Linked DNA regions of Zea mays: region 1 is linked to region 2. Evidence: chromatin contacts called from public Hi-C data. All regions are on one chromosome and are shown on one strand. Each heading gives the region's core, a stretch centred on a gene start, on an enhancer-like site or on the middle of the called end of the contact. The rest is flanking DNA. Distances are from core to core; before and after follow the strand shown.

Region 1 (3,164 bases), core at 463-2,962, 170 kb after region 2:
TAGTTGAGGTAACAAAATTTTATAAGAAATGTTGGCCATAAGACAGGGAAGTCAAAGAGAAGCAAGGGTGATGTATCCTTCAATCAGATGCAGATCTTGCATCAGAAAATACAAATATGCGTAACATGATGCTACTTTAAGTAAGAAGATTACAGGGATAGCCTCAACGGATTTACAGCCTGGATGGCATCAGCAAGGTTTGAAAAGGGAGGAAGTAAAAGCAACCTAAAATAAGCAGGCCTACTAGAATATCAAGTTTTTCTTACCATGTATCTAGATATAAATATTATGTCCAGTTTTTCTTATCATAATTCATAACTATTTTTATAGTCTTTTTTCGTAATTCTAAAGATGACTTACCATGACAATTTTTCTATACCTTTATAACTTAATTTTTGTTCAGGGTTGTTAGCAGACAAACATATCACAACAATTTGTCAACACAAAATTTTCCAGCACATTTTATCTAATAATTTTTACTAATAACATAATTATTCACATAAGTTTTTGTTGTCTAACCTATTTTGGCGTAACTTGTTCTAGGCAAACTTATAAATCTAAAAAATAAAGAAATAATTAATAGATTAAGGCTTCATGTCACAGGATTCAGTTTGTTTTCATAGAAAATATGCAGAAAATAGGATTTATTTCCCTACAGTCCAAAGGGGACCTGATAATATACAAAAATTTAAAACAAAAAGGAAAAAAGGATTAAAACTGCGAGTACTCCAGCGACTCGCTCCAAGCCTCCAACTGACAGCGCCGCGAGGGGGGAAAAGATTCGCACGCCGAGGTACTACCCACACAAAAATTCCTCCTCGTGCTCAGATCTAGTGGGCGCAGTTCTCAAATAAAATAGAATGGAACCGCCCACAACAACATTTCTGAACCGAACATTCACTTCTCGGTACTAGGAACAGCAACCTTAAATTGAATGGAAAAAAATAGAGAAGCGTTTAAGACTGAGAAGTGATTAGGGAAGAACTGAACCAAATGGAGAACGAGAAGAATGATAAAAAAAATCAAAAACAGAAGAAGGAAAAAATAGAAATTTGGGAGGCTGAAATTATGGAGAAGCCGGAGAAGAACTCTGTACCTTAAACCTTCCCAGAAGTTTCAGCCGTGGAATGGAGCTCCGAGCATTTCCTGACTCCGCCCCTAAAGATCAAAGGAAAACCAGGGTATACAATCATCAGCGAGGAGTGCGATTGCATGTATAAAAGAAAAAACAGAGAAAGTAACATCACGCTGGAGACTAACTTCAGATTTCAGGGATGGAACAGAATGAGCGAAAGGACAAAGTAAGTGGAGGACGAACCACAGGCACACGCGGCGCTGGGCCTCGGGAAATGCTGGTGGATTCGCAGCCGGGAGGCCGCTCAGGGAAGCAGGAGATGCAAGTGCAGGTGGGCAGGTACTAGAAAAGCAGTAGCACCAGCCGGCCTCCCTTCCTCAATGCGATGAACAACTGTTAAAAAAGTAGTCGCTGAGGAAACCACAATGAGGAAGGAGCCACGGCGGTGGTGTGGTGTCGTATGAGTAGCGCTGGTGTTCGTGTCAGTTTGCGGCGAGTTGAGGTTTGTTGGCTGCTGCTTGCTGATACCACTTTTACAGTATTTTATCTCTATAAATTTTACTCACTGTGCATTTGTCTTTTCTCCCTAACAAACGCTGGATGGATTGACAGCTTGACTCCCTCGGGCTGCTAGTCTGCTGCTAGCAAAACGCATGTGCTTTTGGTGGCATTGTTGGTGGTGGTGGGGTTGGTGTGGTGGCTTGGTGCAGCTGATGTTTTCAGTGACTTGACAACTATGGAGAGGTTTTAAAACAGATTGATGATAGGGTTGTTAAGAATGTACGTTAAAGTATGGGGGTGCGTTAACAAAGAAGGTGAAACTCGTCTCGCTTTCAGACTATCCAGGTTTCTCCATATCCTTACTCTATGGCACTATTTATATCAAGATTTTTCACTCTATATTATAATCATTCACACTCATGTCTCGTTATATATTTTCTATATATCAACTATTACAGAATCTATCTATTCATGATCTCTCCAGATTATATATCTAGTTTCCCATGAATATGGAAAGATCAAAATGGATATACGAATTAAAGAGAATGGAACTTGAATACGTGTTTGAGATAAAAAAAAAAGTTTGTTGCCATTGCGAAGAAACATCGAGAGAGTATGAGCCAAACGACAACCATTTGTCTATGTGCTCACTCCAAGAACACAAAAGGCCATGAAGACGCCACGATGCTATCTCATTTGATCAGGTTCGGTTTGTCAAGGACTACAGTCTGGACTTTGCACGGCGAGAGAGGGGATGTTAGTGTAGATGGTTCATCATCTCGTGGAGGAAACTCGTCGTCGTCGACGACGAATGCAGGTGCGCCAACTAGCACCGCCGTTGCTAGCGACAATGATGTTGATCATCATGATTACATTGTAGTGGACGATTTGTTCGGTGATAATGCTGATGATGAGGATGTTGGTGCTACATTGCTAGAGCCTGAGGATGCGGAGCTTTTTTTATAACATAGCTAATCGCCTTGACGAAGATGATGTTATGTTTGGGAACCCGAGGTGGCTAGAAAATTTCAAAGAGATAAAGCAGTCGACAATTGATCCGCTATGTGAGAAGGGCGATTGTCTGAAGCATATGATGACACCGCGTTTTAATCTCAAGTTGCTGATAGTGAAGGCTCGTCATGGTTTCTCAAACACTAGCTTCAACGAGTTATTAGATGTACCTTCTAAAGGTTTACCTGAGGGTAACAAAGTGCTTGTGAATACCTATTGAGCAAAGAAACGGATCCGGCCAATGTTAGAGTATTGCTTTCATACGGCGGGAGTCATTGGTTCAAATCCAATAGTAGGTAGGTAGAAAAATTACTAGATAGCATTGGACTTACTTCGCTTCGCTGTCTAATAAGTTTTTCTACCCTTTTTTCCTTTTTCTTTGTATCAACGAAATCTTTGGATTGTCTTCAATTGGATGGGGGGAATCCAATTGACAGCCTCGACTCGTATCCTAGCTCGTCTGAGAGCTAGCTTCGCTTCAACCAATTCTTTCGTACCTTCAGCTTTACTCAAGTTAGCTTCGGCTATTTCAAGTGCATGTTGAGCTTCTTCTGGATCAATGTCACTACCTAGTTCT
Region 2 (3,263 bases), core at 302-2,801:
TGGAACGCCACAACGTGGAGTAGGCAAGTGTTATACTTGGCCGAACCACGGGATAAATCATCATGTCTCTTGTGCTTGTTTTCTTCGTGACCATTGTGTTTCACAATAGCTTGGTACTTAGCCACTTGATTCTATTGAGCTAACACTTAACCAAGTTTTGTGGCTACAAGTATTTGATTTTTACAGGATCACCTATTCACCCCGCCCCCTCTAGGTGCTCTCAGAACTATCACATTTATGTTGGTCTTATGAAAATTAAGAAGGAGTTCCTATCCCTCAAACAGGGAGGCATGTCACTAAGTGAATATAGAGACAGATTCATCCATCTATCCTGATATGCTCCCGGAGAAGTTGATGTTGATGAGAAAAAGCAGGAACTATTTTTGGAGGGATTGATCATGCCACTTCAATACCAATTGATGTCCCACACATTCCCGTCCTTCTAGAGACTGCTAGACAAGGCTATAGCTCTGGAGTACAAACGAATTGAGCTAGGAGAGAAAAGAAGAGCTACTAACCAAGGACAGGCTGGAAGTAGTACCCGTCCCCGTTATGCTGCACCTCAAGGCACACTAGCTCGTGGTAGTTCCAGGCAACAGACTCAACAGACCCAATATCCTCCTCAAGCAAACACCCCGGCAGGACTTGTTGCTCCTAATGCATCCACAAACAGGTCGTGCTTTAAATGTAGACAGGCTGGACATTATGCCAACTACTATCCCAAGAGGGCTGCTTACACCACTCCAGCTCAGATAAAGCAAGGTCTGGCCTCAGGAGTTAAGAGTCAGGCCTTATCTATCAATCGGGGTCAGGTCAACCATGTGGAAGCAGAAGCTGTGTGTGGTGAACCCGAAAACCCAGAAGAGGAGGCGGTTGAAGGAGAAGAAGGCAGTGAAGAAGGCAATGAGCAACAGGATTAGAGTATATATATACATATATTCTTAGGAAGTAGTATTTGTAAGACCTAAATAATACCTTAGGTAGTAGTTAGTTCTTTATTATTTTAGGAATAGTAATAAGGTCTATTTGAACCTATGTTTTAATCACAAGTTATGCATCATATTGAGATTCTTGATTGTGCATATGTTTTGAGGCAAGATTGGGATACATCCTTTTTCTTACTAATCTCGAGGTCGAGATTCCTTTTAAGGGGGTAGGATTTGTAATACCCAACTTGTGGATAATAAACGAAGAGAGCTAATCTTCTTATATGTGTTACTCCTTGCTCATTAGAACAAATGGATAATCATATTTGGAGTGAATAAATTTACTAAAGATACATAAACAATATATGCATCATGTTGGGGTTATTTGTTTGTGCACTTAGAGTTAATCTAATTTGAAACATGGAATAAAAATTCAAAAGAGAAAAAAAGGAAAAGAATAAAAAGAAAGAAAAGAAATGGAGAAAAACCCTTGCGTGAGCCTTGGCTTCAGTTTTGGCCTACCAGCGAGTCAGAACTGCGCGGCCCATCCTGCCGTTGGCACTGCCCGATGGCGCTTGGCCGCTTGCTGCACGCGGAGCCGACTAACCAGGGGGGCCCGGCTGCCTAGTCCGAGCGCGCCTACTCCAACCGGTGACCGGCGAATGGGCCCAGGTTGTCAGCTCCTCCCCCTCTAGCGTAACAGATCTCACGCGCGCCGCGCCTCCGGCTCCGGGAGTCCGGGTTGTTGCGACCCGCTCGCCTCGGCCGAGGGGGGTTAACCGGATTCTCTCGATTCAGGGGGAATAAATCCGGGGCCGCTGCGACCTCTCCCTTCTACTTTCCACGCGCTAAACCACCGCGTCAAGCTGCCGCTGTCGAGAGAGCGAGAGAGAGAGATTAGCGGTAGATTAGGGAGTCAGGTTCGCCACTACAGACCCGGGGTCGCTGCCGTTCCAACCTCAGGGAGATTTCCAGAAGCATCACGTGGCTTCTGCGGCCGTATTCGTTGCGGTTCCGGGCAGATTCAAGGTCGGGAATAGGGCTGGAAAATAAGCTCGAGGCTCGCGAGCCGGCTCGAGCTCGGAGCGGCTCGCGAGCCTCGAGCGAGCCGAGCCGAGTCTGCCTTTTGGGCTCGTTCCCGTAGTGAGCCGAGCCGAGCTGGCTCGCGAGCCGGCTCGCGAGCTATGTTAAATTACTTAATATATATAATACTGATGGATATTGGCTAATTTTATAGGTTATCAATTTATTTCTTAGCTTTCATGATAGATATATGACAATTAATAATTTGGATTCCTCATAATAATGAATTATATTATATATTTCACATTTATATACTAATAATTCACTATATAATACAATTAAATAATATCAGGGTGTGGCTCGCGAGCCGAGCCGAGCCGACTCGCGAGCCGCCTTCGAGCCGAGTCGAGCCTGGTTCCTCAGCTCGTGAAATGGCCGAGCCGAGCCGAGCCGAGCCGAGCTCGGCTCGGCTCGTTTCCAGCCCTAGCCGGGAATCCCGGGGATTGCACGCCAGTGTTCCCCTCCGACGTGCGTCCGTGGCTCATTAAAGCTTGCTCCAGCCACCGATTGACCGCTGGTAAGACCATCTTCCCTTGCTCGCCTTAGCCCCTACATCGTGTATTCCTACCGGATTACAGTTTTGCTGGCACTTACACGGGGCGAGCGTGCTCTAGTCATGGCGCCGTCGTGGGGCATGCGTGTCGGCGTTGCCAGCTTCGTCTGGGAAGGGGACCATCGGGAACCATCGGATCAATAGTAGACGATCGGGATTATAAAGGGGGTGTCGGATGGGTTTTCTTTGAATCGGAACCGTCGATCTCGAGACAGGACGGGTGAGATCAGATCTTGTGTTCCAACCCACGGATCGAATGTGGCCCGTGGGATCTGGATCCAAGGCTCCACGTTGCATACCAGTTCTGTAGAGGTCAGATTTAATACGCACCGTACACCTCTGATCGGGCGGCTGTAATCGCACCTTACCTCTTTGCAGGTGCCATTTTGCGTAAGAGTCCTCGGAGTTCTGTGGTATTAACCCGTCGTCCAGGTCAATGTTAAAATAATTACAGAGAAGTCCTGGAATTTACAAAATAAACCCTGAACTCTTCTAAAATAGTGGCCGCAGCCCAAAGTTTAAATAAAATTAGTAAAATTAATAAAGAATATGATTTCTAGTATAAAAATAATTCTAGAACCTTGTATAATTCATAAGTAATTCATTTTAAATTCTTTTTGATCCATTCCAGTTGCATTAAATTCATATTAATATTGTTTATCATCTAGTAACCTTATTTTGTTAAGAAATATAGGTTAGAA

What was found. A called contact is a pair of places that touch in the nucleus more often than the background predicts.
Region 1: a contact with region 2 is called in a Hi-C map of leaf, with 5 times the contacts expected there. The contact joins the promoter of LOC103635158 here to the enhancer-like site in region 2. A contact is called at or near these places in 4 of 25 Hi-C or Micro-C datasets (ear, leaf and tassel).

The regions. Positions count from the first base shown.
Region 1 is chr8:47,065,760-47,068,923 of Zm-B73-REFERENCE-NAM-5.0, forward strand. LOC103635158 (respiratory burst oxidase homolog protein B) reads right to left here and starts at 1,713. Exons shown (of 15, transcript XM_035961660.1): 1 at 1,319-1,713; 2 at 1,097-1,158; 3 at 1-924.
Region 2 is chr8:46,896,905-46,900,167 of Zm-B73-REFERENCE-NAM-5.0, forward strand. No RefSeq gene overlaps it. Among protein-coding and RNA genes, the nearest start is that of LOC100283072, 100 kb to the right of the region's middle. Within about 2 kb of position 1,552, at least 19 of the 20 cell types and tissues checked have an H3K27ac peak or open chromatin away from gene starts, as enhancers often do. A contact at or near this core is called in ear, leaf and tassel, where this site is marked.